2 separate regions of the Anser cygnoides genome follow, and region 1 is linked to region 2. Evidence: chromatin contacts called from public Hi-C data. All regions are on one chromosome and are shown on one strand. Each heading gives the region's core, a stretch centred on a gene start, on an enhancer-like site or on the middle of the called end of the contact. The rest is flanking DNA. Distances are from core to core; before and after follow the strand shown.

The links. Hi-C and Micro-C count contacts between places; a contact is called where the count stands out from the background.
Region 1: a Hi-C map of liver shows a contact between it and region 2, with 9 times the contacts expected there. The contact joins the promoter of ALDH1A2 here to the promoter of ADAM10 in region 2. A contact is called at or near these places in 2 of 7 Hi-C or Micro-C datasets (both in liver).

What each region holds. Positions count from the first base shown.
Region 1 is chr11:18,175,110-18,181,995 of Taihu_goose_T2T_genome, forward strand. ALDH1A2 (aldehyde dehydrogenase 1 family member A2) reads left to right here and starts at 4,575. Exons shown (of 13, transcript XM_013177370.3): 1 at 4,575-4,718. The coding sequence starts at 4,602. LOC136791726 (a long non-coding RNA gene) reads left to right here. Exons shown (of 11, transcript XR_010834331.1): 11 at 1,738-2,409.
Region 2 is chr11:17,979,438-17,986,692 of Taihu_goose_T2T_genome, forward strand. ADAM10 (ADAM metallopeptidase domain 10) reads left to right here and starts at 4,205. Exons shown (of 16, transcript XM_048060295.2): 1 at 4,205-4,772. The coding sequence starts at 4,718. MINDY2 (MINDY lysine 48 deubiquitinase 2) reads right to left here and starts at 3,140. Exons shown (of 9, transcript XM_048060276.2): 1 at 2,399-3,140. The coding sequence starts at 3,043. LOC125182359 (a long non-coding RNA gene) reads left to right here and starts at 5,203. Exons shown (of 2, transcript XR_007161925.2): 1 at 5,203-5,607; 2 at 6,332-7,192.

The DNA of each region.
Region 1 (6,886 bases), core at 3,325-5,824, 200 kb after region 2:
CATGCTGCATTTCAAGTGTGGACTTAACCCATAATATTAATTTTTGAAACGGACTCATTTCTAAAAATGAGCCAAACACTGACAGTCTTTCCAAGCACATTCTGTCTCATCACCGTCACTGTAAATGAATTATGTGTGGCTTGCTTAAATCCAAGTTTAAATTTAGGACTGAATCTACCATAGCAGCAATTTACAGTTCTACTGGTATAAAATGGCCAATATCACAGGACAGAAAACTGATCTGTTGGATTTATTTTTAGTAAAAACTACGTAAATCAAGTTTTCTTCACTGGCCATTCCTGGATTTTCAGTAATAAAAAATGGTTGTTCTTGATATCAGCTTTTACTTTTTCTTTTTTTTTAATGTTAAATGTAATGTAGAAATAAAGAAAATAAAAGTAGATTTTAGAACATAAAATATATCCAGACCCATTATTAAGCAATTATTAACAAGACTTATAATATTAAGACAATGAATTAATTGGGATATTTGAAACATTTCTGTCATAATATCTTTCTAGATTCATCCCAGTATTATGGGTGTTACTTTACAGATAATATTGCTTATATGTATTACTCTTTACCTTCTATGTATAAAATACCTCTCTCTAGAGCAAGGACTGATACCATTCTGTGCGCAATTCAAGGGCCATAATTCTTAAAAGATTTCAAACAGCGAACCTCTTTCAAATGATCAGGCTTAGAGACATTTAGAGAATTGATTCAATTAACCTAGAGGAAAAAAAGTGCTATAATGTGTGATTTATATTTGCAGATAAATTAAAATACAACTATCTCCTGAAGAGCATTTGCTGCCATCATAGTCAGTAATGAAAATAGCAGGCAATTAAAATAGGACACCTGAGGCTGAAGCTTTTACTGTATATATCAGAACATGAAGTTCAGATTTCAAAAGTGCAAATCTGAGCTGAAAAATAAGTTAGTGGAAGTTTCTTTTTGGCCCCTATTTTCCCCCCAGAATTGATTTCTAAAGCACATAGGAAACGGGAGGGACATTTACGGATGCATAAGGCAAAGGGTGAAGAGGAGTAGGCTCTCTCAATCAATACTGAATTTGTATGAGGAGCCAGAGATAACACTGCTAAACACCAGAAAGACAGCTGAGAGAACTATGTATAAAATAGAACTTAGGGGTCAGATCAGAATCACTGGGGGACAGGTTTTGAAGTTGATCTTGAAATGAGTCACTGGAAGTGTCTGACAAAACGATGTGATTCAGTTCCTTTGTGTGTGTCAGTGCTTAGAAAGAGTCTGGAGCTCACTAAGGAGCATAAGAAATATTAATGGAGCAAGGAATCGAAGTAGTGAGAGAGAATACCTCTGTAATTTTTGGGTCACTGTATCCACTGTCCATTTCAGTGGTGTTTTTTCTTCCACAAATTAGATCATTTTACCTCTGTATTCATTGTTATTACTGAGTTATTGTCCTAATGTCCAAGGCAATAGTGGTAGCAATCCCTCCTACAAGGAAATTGCATTAAATATTAATAATTAACTATTAACTTGCATGATCTGAAGCCATATCTCAGTTTGCTATCATATAGAAGCTAGGGTAGTGCTGAAGGGCTGAACCAGCTCACCAAGCTGGATTCACCAGTGTGTCCCACATTGTGTCACAGACCTCGCTCCGAATGCTGTTTGGCAAAGCTGCTGTTGCACTTGATGAGAACCCAGTTGCGGTCTTGGCTCTAAGGCCTACATCGTTTGTCTTTCCAGGTGGAGGAAGAGAAAACCCAGTTGGACACCCACTGTCAGGAAGAGCGAAGGCAGGTGTCTGCCACGTTCTGCTGGCTGTAGACCAGAAGCTGCAGCACGGTAAGTGCGGTGCCATTCGCCACTCGGGGAACGCTGGCGGGGTTTAGGTGGCAGTCTGCAGGTGAGTCAGCTGTGAGATCTTTTGCAGTCTGAATTGCTTTTAGACGTAAGAGAAGCATGGTTTGTACAACAAAGAGTCACTGGAGGCTCAGGACGCTGAGAAACAGAGTCACAGGAGGTTGGTGACAATTAGGAGCTTACGCTGCTCCTAATTATGTGGGTTTGAACTGCATCTCCAGATGCACTAGAATCCCGTCTCACCAAAATCTCCTGCAAACTTCATTGACTCAATTTAAGAATGAAACTGTTGTACAGTTCTCTCATTCCTCAAACCTGTTTAATGCAGTCTGTTTTTGAAGGAACACATCTCCACTCTGATTTATTTTAAAACAGCTTTTAGAATGTGTCATCCTTGTGATGAAGTGTTAGGTCTTGTTGCCAGGGTGCCATTAAAAACTGAATTTCTGACGTTTAAAAGTCTCACTTATCCCAAGTGTCACAATTTGACAGCTCTGCGTGTCACATTACAGCACAGTATTTTGGATCCATTTCCTCTGTCGGGGGGGGGGGGGGGGGGGGGGAAGAAGTATGAAAAATGTATGAAAAATGACAGAAAGCAAAATCTGCAGTTTCCTTCTTCATTATTGAGCTGGAGATTTACAGAAGTACACGTTAACACAGAAATGCCTTAAATGGCACTCTGGATCCTGTGTACATGCCTGTGCAGAAGCAATCTTTGTCCCGTGCTCCTGTACAAACACTAAGGGTGCACTGACTGCCTTTCTAATCATCTGTGAGCCAGTAAAACAAGGAGCAAGGAATATCCATGGAGTCAACGTAACGGATATTGTAACAAAATCAAAACATGGCCAGATCCTCGTTTATTCTGGACTAAGTCAATAAAAAGGTCATGTGGCATATTTCTTGCTGCTTTGTTTGTGCCAGCTTTGGACAGTTGTATGCTTTGGTGTCCTTTCTCTGTTTATCTACCTGCAATGTTATAACTGCAAACATACTGTCTGCAAACACGGTATCTGATCGGTTTCAAAATGTTGGGAGTGTTTGCATCAGGAAAGAGAACTTACTGATTTTGCCTGAAGTGACAAAAATCGTGGGCACGTATTTTCTGCCTAGAAGTTCTGACCAGAGAGAGTGTAGGGCTTTGGCCACACATTTCCGACTTCCCTCAGCCCACTGCCACGTGCTGTTTCACCCAGCTAGCCGGGACAGATGGCCAGGGCACACGTGCTGCTCGGGGTGCGCGTGACGAGCCTGACATGGGGAGCCGGACATGGGGAGCACGGCACCGGGCTCCATTTGGCTGCGGGCTTCTCAGAAACCCACTGTGTGACATGCCCGGCCTCGGGCAGCATGTGGCCTCCCGCAGAAAGGAACAGGTGGCTGTTGCTCGAACAAATTGTTCCAGCCTCTAGTCCTCTTCCTTCTGCACAGAACTTTAAGGAAAGGAGAAAGCTGCGGCTGGGCTGCGGGCCTTGCCCTGCTGCCTGCTCTCCTTCCTGAGCGCAGCGCGGGCACAGACGGGGTCGGCAGCCCCTCGCTCTGGGGCCACACGGGGGTCCGGGCCTGCAGCAGCCCGCGCACCCGCAGCGTCCGGGCCTCTGGAAAACGGGCAACGTGCACCGGGCGGGCCGGGGCGGCGCCGCGCAGCGCACAGCAGGAGGGAAGCGTGTCCCGGGGCGAGGGGAGGCTGCCCCCGCGGCGGCGGCCATGTCGCGGCGGGCAGGGCCGCCGACGCGCGCAGGGTCCGGGCGCGGCGGGGCGCGAGGCGGCGTCGGGCGCGAGGCGGCGCCGCGCGGGCGGCGGGGGCCCCCTGCCGTAGCGGCGGGCGGCGGGGGGCGCGCGGCCGGCAGGGGGCAGCAGGCGGACGAGGACCGCGAGCGGGACCGGGCCGGGGCCGGCGCGGCGGCAGGTAGGGCGGCGGCGGGCGGGGGCGTCTGCCGCAGGGCCGCGGGCGGGAAGCGGCGAGGAGAGGCGCCGGGCCGGGCCCTCCCCTCACGGCCGACGCGGAGGGGCCGCGTCCCGCGGGGAGAGCGGCGGGAGGACGGGGGCGGCCGGGCGGGGGCCGGGAGCGATGACCCGGGGGGGCCGGCTCGGCCCCGCCAGCCCGGGGGCAGCGCCCTCCGCCGTGAGGGGCCGCCCGCTGCCCGCCGCCCGAGAGGCTCTGCGCCTGAGGGGGCACCGCAGCGCGAGCGCGGGGGACCGGCCGCCGGCGCTGCGCGGTGCCGTGCCCGTGGGTTGCCCCGGGCGGGGCTGCGCGGGGCCGGGGCTGGCGTCTCCCGGCGCGGAGCGGAGAGCGGGGACACCGCGGCTGTGGTGCTCCCCCCGCGGCGTTCCCCGGTCCCGCTCCTCTGGACCGTCCCCACGAGCATCGGCGGGGAAGTCCCCGGCGGCCGGTGCGGGATGGGGCGGTGCGGGATGGTGCGGGGATGGTGCGGGGCCGGCGGGAGCCCAGCACCCGGCGGAGGCCTGCGGGGAGCCGCGGCTGCGCCGCGCGTGTGAGCGGGGCTGTGCCGCTCTCGCCCTAGGTAGGACGGACCTGCCCCCCTGCCTCTGCCCCCATGTCCAATAAGAAGAGCCCCGGCTTGACACCTGCCTATATACAGGGGACGAGAGCAACATCTTCAGCGCCGGGCTTTCGAGGCGGGGGGGGGGGGGGAACCCAAAGCACAACACAACATCAGGTCAGAGCGGGGGGCTCGGCTGTACTATAACCCCCCCCCCCCCCCCCCCCCCCCCCCAAGACTATGACTTCCAGTAAAATTGAGATGCCAGGGGAGGTGAAGGCAGATCCTGCAGCTCTGATGGCATCTCTGCATCTGCTGCCTTCTCCCACTCTCAACCTTGAAATCAAATACACCAAGGTAAGTTGTGTTCATTTGTTCTGGCAGGGAGATTCATGGCTTTCCCTCCAAAGAAGGGATTTTGCTTAAAATCAGTTTCAGTCTGCCCTAACCAAGTTCAGCTCTGAGATCAAAAAACAAACAAACAAACAAAAAGGCAAGGAAACAAAACAAAACAAATATATGTATATATGTATAAAGACTGCCTTGAATCTGTAATATGGGAAACAGATTTTTAGCCCTGTAATCATCTGAAAAAACACAGGATAATAGAAAATCAAATGAGATCTGTTGGGACTGGCTTTGCCACTTCCCTTTAAATGTAGCATTTTCTACAGAGCTGTTGGGCTTTATTCACAGTGCAAAATCACTAGCCCTCTAATGTTTTGGTTGCTTTTGATGTAATTCAGAGGAAGTTACTATACGTACCCATATTTCTCAATCAGAAAATAAAAATGTTTTCTTTCTTGAATTAGCCTGTGTACCCAAGGGACTCTTTTACAATTCCTGGAGGACTCTTAACACTGCCAGGTTGTTACAGCACTGGAACAGGTCTCTTTACTAACTTCCTGAATACACCCTTGAACAGTATTGCGAGAGGGGATATTTTTTCCTACTAACGTTTCAGACTAATTTTCATAAAGAGGGGGGTTAACAATCAACCCATCGGGTCAATGTAGAAAAATCTGCTGCTTTTCTTTGCTATATTATGGGACTACATCGTTTTTGTAGATTAAAATGGACTTTAACAATGGTCATTTGTTTGTCAATGCAATTTGAATTTATAAATTTGTTATGTTTTGAATCTTTGCATCTTCAGTACCTTTAATTAAAGAATACTTTCATTCCTACTGGAGAAGTTTCAAATGTGTGAACAGGTTACAGTGTGTCAGACTTTGTTTCTAATTGCTGAGAAACTTAAGAAAATAAAGCACATCAGCCCTGGAAAAAGGTGACAACATTTTTATCTACTGGAAATACAACTTCAGGAGCTTTAAAACTGGTAGGAAACTCATTTTGGCCAATGTAGTGTATTTTTTGTCTTCCATATCATCACTTTGAAAGCTTTTCATCTTTTCTCTTTTTTTAAGTGGGTGCCAAAATTGTCTTCTAATTTGTTACAGCTATTCCATGTTCTAGAAGAATGTTTCAGAGGAAAATCAACTCTTTTAGATTCTGTTACATTTTAATGAGAATTGCAATATGCAAATTTAAAGATGCAGGTTTTCTTGCATGTAATTTATTTGAAAATAGTTTAAATAAATTAGGAATGTAGTTATTTGAGGTTGTGTGGTGTTACTCTTTGGGAGCGATGATACTATGCAAACAGTACGTGGCATTAATTTTATTTATTGCTGGTTTCAGTTTAAAATAAGCCTCAGTGGGTAATATCTGCTAGTAGTATCACAGTCGGTTTACACAGAAAGAATACTTGCATTTCTTCATTTTAAAACTAGAGAATTCGTTCAAAAATCTTTCAAAAATAGAGCAGTCATTAACAGCCATATCTTCTTTATGAGGAAGTAAGCTGGACAGTAACCTTTAATGATTCATAGTATATACTGCCATCATCTCAGAAATATGTAAGATGTTACACATCTTATCCTACTGGAACAAGTAAAAAAAAAGTTATTTGTTTTCAATATTAAACCAAAAACAGCAGCAACACATTTCTTCTAGACTTAGTTTTGAGGTATCAGGTAATTCCTTACTGCTTATGAGAGAAATTGTGTTTAGGACAAGTATTGAATATTTCACTTGGTATATCCTCTGTCTCTGTTTTTCTGTCTCTTTCTTCCCTCCTTTTTCTCCGCAGGAAATACAAGTGATTTATAGATAATAGGAGTCTTCAGTTTGGAGTCTTGTCTTGGGCAGGACTTTTATCCAGGATCCCCTTTCCCACCTATTACAAAGAAAAACAATCAAAAATGAAATAATGGATTGTAACTTGATTCTTTCATTTGGGGGATTGTAACTTGATTCTTTCATTTGGGGGAGTGGTCACTTCATGTCTTAAATGCCAAACAACTGCCATAAACAATAAATAACATTAGACTAAATAAATTTACCAAAAACAAAACCAAAAAAACCTCAAACCTTTTAAAATCAGACATCTGTAAGCATTCCTAGCGGCCTCTCTCCTGCTTGTTAGCTGAGAATTTTAAATACACATCCAGGACCCAGAATTC
Region 2 (7,255 bases), core at 2,955-5,454:
TGCATGTAGTACTGGATCTCAAAATTATCACTCCCATTCTGGGATAAGCAAAGCATATAATTGGACATCCAAAGGGAAATATTCATGAAAACAAAAACTAGCATTTTGACTGTAACACTTCTCAACTCTGAGAACTTCCATGCATTATCTGAAGTTATTTGAGACCATATGTACCTACAGTTTGACCACAACACTCAACCTTGTCATGACAAAGTTCTAAGAAGGAACGTTAGCGGTGGATACAGGGAAGAGGCACTGAAGTGTAACTGTTCACATCGTTATACTCTGTTTAAGTTATTCCCCCTCCTCCCCGTTCTCATCTCCTTTTTTACTACAGTTTTTCCCCTGCCACGTTAATTCCTTTTCATCTAACACACGCTATGGTATTCTCACTCTGCTTTTGCCTATTTTCAACTCTTCGTCTGCTCCCTTGTTCCCAAATTATAATTACCTGACCCAATCTAGTGTTCATCTTGGTTCAGAAGTGAGAAGAATGTGGATGTCCATCCTCAGCCTTGGTATGTAGCTGGCTACTGTCAATGATGTGCAGGTGAGCTGCCAATAAGCTTGCCACTCCAAACAATGCCAACATGGTTCTTGACTATAAACTGGGGAAAAGAAAGGCTAATTTGGAGAGGCGCTAATTAGGAGAATCAATTACAGGCAGGGGAAATACACAACCAACTAACAAGAAAACACTGAAGCATATAAATAGTCACATATGGGCAGTTTCACCTAAACTGGTGAATTGCTGTCTGTCTGCAAATCATGTAAATTCTGCTGAGGTTTTATATAAACTGATAAAATTGTAGAAAACCCTTTCTGTAATCCTAGCAACAAGAAGTGTAAGGACACTACAAAGATGCATTTTGATTTCCACCGACTCCTAAAATTTGATATCACATTTATTATTGCTAACATAATATTTGATCAAAGCAGACTGTCAGATAGAATTCTGCATGGAGGACAGCAGAAGAAAGTTATTATATAATTATGGAAGGAAAGGAAGAACACTAAGGAAGAAAACCTCTCAAAAATTAAGAGCAAACAACAAGGACAGTGCAGTCCCATTTATATCCATCCTTTCATTAAATGGACAGTTAAAAAGGTAAATCCTCAAACAGGCCACTTCTTTTAAAACCCCACCACAACTAACGATAGTGAACAAGCTCTCCAAGGCCCTGTACTCATCTCTACATATTACAGAGGGAGCATAAGAAGAAAGCATTAAGTACGGAAGTCTATGAAGACCTTCACACCCTCTTGAGGTTCGCAGGAACTACTGTATAAGATGATAGTTTAAAATCACATGACTCCCCTGTACTGCTTTCACCAATGTCTAAATATCATCACTACAGAGTCTGAGTCCACAGCATTCCTCCTGATGCATGAGCTATCCTGCTAAGGAATGCGTACAGGGACATCAACTCAAAAAACAAAACAAAACACACACTCCATCACTAGTCTTCTGAAAAATTACCTCTCTGAACAAATTTCTTCTTATTATTTTAATTTTGGCCTTCTTCTCTATCACCTGTTATACCTGCGAACAGCCTCCTACTCCTCCAATACCAAATTTATTCCCCTTGATACTACAACATAAGAACTACTCTCATAAAGCTTTCCTATCCTAAGGACTTCATTCTATCATCTCATCAATCTTTTGGGGTCGAATTATAAGTATTTTTTGAAAAGGACCCCTTCTTGTTTTGCAATACACGCAGCTCACTAGCTCTTCTCTGACTGATATTCCTTTTACCTGTAAATGCTAATAATTTTATTATGCTTTACATTCAAGTCGCCTATTTTAAATATTTAAAAGTTATTCTAAGACTACAGGAAGTTGTATCCACGATGGTTATGTAGAACACAAGAACTTCCAGGTCTCAAAGCAGTACTTGGTCATGACCTGATTTACAATCCATGCCACGTAACTGTACAAACACATCCCTATTACTCAGGCAGCTATTTGTGCAAATCTGTATTTTGTTAAATCCTGCATATGTCTCGCTTCAGAATTAATCTATCTTCCAAAAACATTGCCTAAGTTTTCAATGCTATATATAGAAATATTTCCTAAAAACCTCAACACATCTGCCAACAAAACATCGTTCAGTTTAGAAAAGCATCATCTAGGCTTTGACTTCTACATTAAGGCAACAGAGTAAGCCCCCGTATAACAGCGACATCTAAGTAGTGTATTGGCAACAGCCCGCCAGCAGTTATTTATTTTCCAAGTTCTCTACGTGCTTCAGAGCAGAAGTGAGTTAGCACAGGTTCCCGGCGGTGTGCTGCCGAGTTTCCGGCCCCGGTGCCCGCCGCCCCGAGCCCTCCCCCTTCCAGCCCCGGGCGGCAGCGCCTGCCCGGCCCGCGACGGCGGCGCCCGCAGCCCCGGTACCTTCCAAGCCAGGAGCAGCACGTTCATGATGGCCAGCAAGGGGCAGGGGCCGTTCTCGTTCTGGGTGATGACGGGCGTGTTCTCCTCCTTCCAGCGGACCCACTTGATGTGGTACACCGACTGGCCCGGGAAACGCTCCTTGGAGGAGGACAGGAGCTGCGCGCCCGCCGCGGGCCTATCCCCGCCGGGCTCCGGGGCCGGGCCCCCCGGGGCGGCCTCCGCCGCCGCCGCCGCCTCCTCGGCGTCGCTGTTGAGCTCGGAGCTGCTGGGGCAGCCGGAGTGCAGGTTGGAGAAGGACTCCAGCGAGTCCAGGCTGCGGGACTCCTCCCCCGGCGGGCTGGGAGCCCCGCTGCTCCCGGGGCCAGCCCCCGCGGGACCGCTCTCCGAGCCGGCCGCCGCTCCGGGGCTCCCGGGCTCCTCCGGCGCCGCGTCCTCCGCGGCCCGCGGGGGAGACGGCGGCCGGAGGGCCGCGGGGTCCGGCCGAGGGGAAGGGCTGCGCTGCCCGCCGCCCGCCTCAGCCGCCGCGGGCCCGTCCCCGCAGCCGCCGCCCGCCGCCGCCTCTTCCAGGAGGAGCTTGCCGGAGGCGCCCCCGCCGCCCCTCTGCGGCGAGCCCGGAGGCGGCGGGGGCTGCGCCAGGCCCTCCATGCCTGGCTCCTCCACGCTCTATCGGCACCGCAGCGGCCGCTCCTCGGCCAGCAGCGCCCGCGACGCCATGACAGCAGCGGCGGCTCCGCCCCGCCGGGGATGTGGGGGCGGGCGGCGGGCTGGAGCCGCCGGGGGCAGGGGGGAGCCCCGAGGGCGGGGCGGCACCGGAGGGCGGTGGCGGGGCTCGGAGGGCGCGACGGGCGGCGGGGGGGGCTCTGAGGGAAAACGGGCGAGTTGTGAGGGGAAACGGGCGCGGCGCGGCGGCGCCGGGCCCCTGCCGGCCCCCTCCGGCCGATGTCCGAGCGGCCCTGTCCGGCTGCTGTGCCTGAAGTAACGCGGGTGGGGCAGGCACGGGCAGCCCCCGGTGGGTTTTGAGGCGGCAGGCGCGGTGTCTGCGGGACGGGTGTGTGGTCCGGGGCGGGGCGGGGAGAAAGAACGCAGCCCCGTCACCCGGGCTTTGCCCCGATCCACGCGTTCGGTGCCTCTGCCCCTCACCTCTCAGTGACGCGTTTTGAGGGCAGCGTGGGGATGGTGAGGGCTTCCCTTACCGCTTCCGTTCTCAGGGTTCTCCGATTTGGTTCCTCGTAAATTGTTGCATCAACTTCAGCAACCTTATCTGAAGCGCCTTCACTGTCATGGTGCTTTCTGCATACGTGTTTGCACAACTTTTCGGGGGAGTTTGGACACGAAGGTAGGCTCTCCTGTAAAAACAATGGTTTGCCAAAAGCTATTGTTTTCCTAACTTCCTAAAGTAACACGGCGTGGGAGTTGGACTGTTGTAAAAGGGGTGGTGTCCCCCATTTCCTGGAAGAGCAGAGGTCAGAGGAGAGAAACCTCCAGGCTGATTCCCCACACCACTGCAGGATGCTTATTTAATAAAATAAACAAATAAATCATCAAGTTAAGGACTTTTGGAATCAACTAATACTGTTAACGGGGATTTATCTTTACAGGGAGAGGACAACAAAAGAGGGGCACGACAGCGAAGCGGAACTTGTCAGAAAGCCTTACATCTAAAGCGAGTCTCTGGGGGGCGGCGCGGGGCCGTGAGGGCAGGCGGGGGTCCCGCGCTGTGGCCGCGTGCTGCGCTTCCCCACAGACGGGGGCCTCGCGAGAGGCGGGGGTCCTGGGGCAAAGCGCGAAACGCGAGGAACTCGGTGAGCTGGGGCACGGAGCAAAGGGTACGTGACGGCACAGGGGGCAGCTCCCGGCCCCCCCCCAGGGGTCGCAGCCGCCGCGCCTCAGGCGGGGCCTGCCCGGCACAGCCCGCGGCCGCCCCCGCCCTCCTCTCTCCCGCCGGGGGGCGCCCCTGTGCCTGCGAGGCGGGCCGCGCGCTCCCGGCCGCCTGGCCCCGCCCCTCCCGCACGCAGGAGGCGAGGCCGCGGCGCGTTCCTGGGCGAGCCCCGCGGCCCCGCCCCTCCGGCGGCGTCGGGCGGGGGCGGGCGGAGGGAGCGGAGCGGGGCGGGGGCAGCCGGGCAGGGCCGGGCCGAGCCGAGCCGAGCCGAACCGAGCCGCCGCTGCCAGGCGATCCGTGGGTGGCAGCGGCCCTGCAGAGCGGCGGGGGACAAAGCGGAGGGAGGCGCGGCGCTCGCCCCTCCCCATCCCGGCGCCGACCGGGGCGGATGCGCCGTGGGTAGGCGGCGGCGGCGGCGGCGGGGCCTGGGCCCGGCGAAGATGGACCTGGCGGGGACGCTGCTCCTGCTGTGCTCCTGTGCGGCGGGCGCCGGAGGTGAGGAGCGGACGGGGCCCGGCCCGGGGCCACGGCTCTCCCCGGTCCCCCTTCCCTTCCTTTCCCCTCCCCGGGGCGCCGCGCCTCGGCGCCAGGCCTCGGCCGGGCCGCTCCCCGGGGCTCGCCTCCCCCCGCTCGCTCCCGGCCCGGGGCCGCGCCCGGGCCCTCTCCCCGCAGCGCCCGGCCCGGGACTTTCCCCGCCGCGGAGCGCTTCTCCTCCGCCCCGGCCCCGCCGGCTGCCGTTCCTCGGGACTTTCCTCGGCGTCCCGGCAGCCGCCTCTCTCCCTTCCTCGCCCGAAACCTCCCCGAGAGCTTCCCGGAGCCTCCCCGAGAGCTGCCCTTCCCTGTGCCCGGCACCAGGAAGCGCCGCGGGCCGGGACGTTCGGTTCCAGGAAACGCAGCGCGAGCGCCGGGGGGGGGGGGGGGGGGGGCTAAAGCGGCTTGGTGGGGGTTCCGCCCGCTCCCTAGGCCGGGGGCAAACACCCTGCTGCTTCTCCTCGCGGCGGGGGGGAGGCAGCTGTGAGGGCTTCCCGGCCCGGCTGGCGGCGTTCAACCAGCCGGGGCAGGCAGGAAAACAGTTTCGCGCTTTCGCAGGGGCGAGCGCTGGAGGTGGACTTGTGACGCCGCTCCTAGGGAGGGGTGCGTGGAGCACTCGATGAAGGGCTTGCTTCTTGTTTCGTTTTGGCACTTACCTCGGCCCCGCATCTGTGTACGCCGATACGTAGGCTTATTAACAAGGGATCTAGCCCCAAACCCGGCCTTTTATGCGTTATCAAAAAGTAACATCCAAGCAGGAGAGAACTCGAGCGGGTCGTGCTTGTGGCCGAGCTGTGAGGTAACTGTGATAAAAAACAAAGTGATGCACATGGCCAGAACTCACCCCGTTGTGTGTGATTACAAGACACGCACACAAGATTTTGCTCGTGACTTTGACCTCATGAATTCCAGTCAGTTATTAGGGTACCGCAGACTAAAACTATTGACATACTTTTCAAAGCCTTCTTGTTTTCTAAACTAAACTGTGCTGGCATGGAATTAATTCAAAGGGATTCATTAACCAGTTGTGAGAGTTGTTTTCACGGTTTAATTTCAAGCAGGCAAGTACGCTTTCAAGCTCAAATCATGATAACATATATATACTCTGGGTACATAGAAACAAGTTCATTAAATGTATTTTGGAAATTCATGTTTAATTTTTTCTTTGAGAGAAAAATGGACACCTTCAATGTTATCGGCAGTAGGAAGTGCTCCTCACTTTGGGTAACAGAAGCACGTGACTTACAGTGCTTAGCAATATAGATCAATCTTTAAACAAAGCTTAACAGTGCTTGATAGGAACCTGGGAACGCTGGCTGATACGCATGTCAGTAATAACCTATGAAGCTTTTTCCTCTTTTTGAAAGTCTAAACATAATTATGAAAAAAATATTTTAGCTTTTGAATTACTTTTTAATAATAGAATTATCTATTAACTTCTACTTACATTTCTAGAATTTCTTACCTACTGTAAATGTTTTTGCTGAACTATAAAGTTCTTTATTTAAATGCTTATATTCTAGGAGTACAGTAACGTCTGTGGAAAAGGCAACTTCATCATTCTTAAGTGTTACTGCGAGAACAATACAAACTGGAAACAACTGAAAAACGCAATTTACCTGTGCTACGTTTGAGTATGGTGCCTCTTGTGCTCAATAGTTCTACACAGATCTAGAAGCCAAATAACATTGTTCTTCAAAGATGTATAGTTTTAAGCTATATACATATGAAATAGTAATAATTTTGAAAATTACGTGAATTTGTACTTTTTTGAATGTGTTTCTGTATATTGAGACTAAGCGTGGAACGTTTTTCTGGGATACCAGAGTAATTCTTTCAGAAGTACTTAAGGGTTTATGTCTGTATACCCTGTCTGTACTCTATTGTGGTATTCTTGGGGTAGTGTTAAATAATGGTAGATTAACAGAACTGATTACAGCTTCAGTTCATAGTTAATAATGGATCACAAAGTCAAGATTTTTGTATGTTTTAATACTAAGATACAACTTTTATGGTTTACTTGTGTACTGTTTTATTTGATGGCTCATTTGAGGAGAAAGAACAACTTAATGCCTAAATGAAATCTGTTTCAATTGATTGTGAATTTGTTTACATTTACATAATTTTAAGAAAAATTTAAACTAGAAAAGGAACAAAACCAAAAGCAATCACTAGTGTTGCTGTACAAATGAAGTGTACTGCAATGTCTATATTATGATGCTTTACATGTCTATATGGCTTATGGTTAGGACAGAAGAGTTAGCAGTGATTAACTCTGATAGGACCTGATCATGCTTGGTCAGGTTCTGATATTAGATAACTTTTAGGGCTGTTCTAGAAATTTATTTCTTTACTACCAATGAATAAATACAACCTTCCTAAAACAGGTATTTCAACTGGTCATTTTGAACATAGTTTCAATCACGTGAGAAGAAAAGTCATGCCAA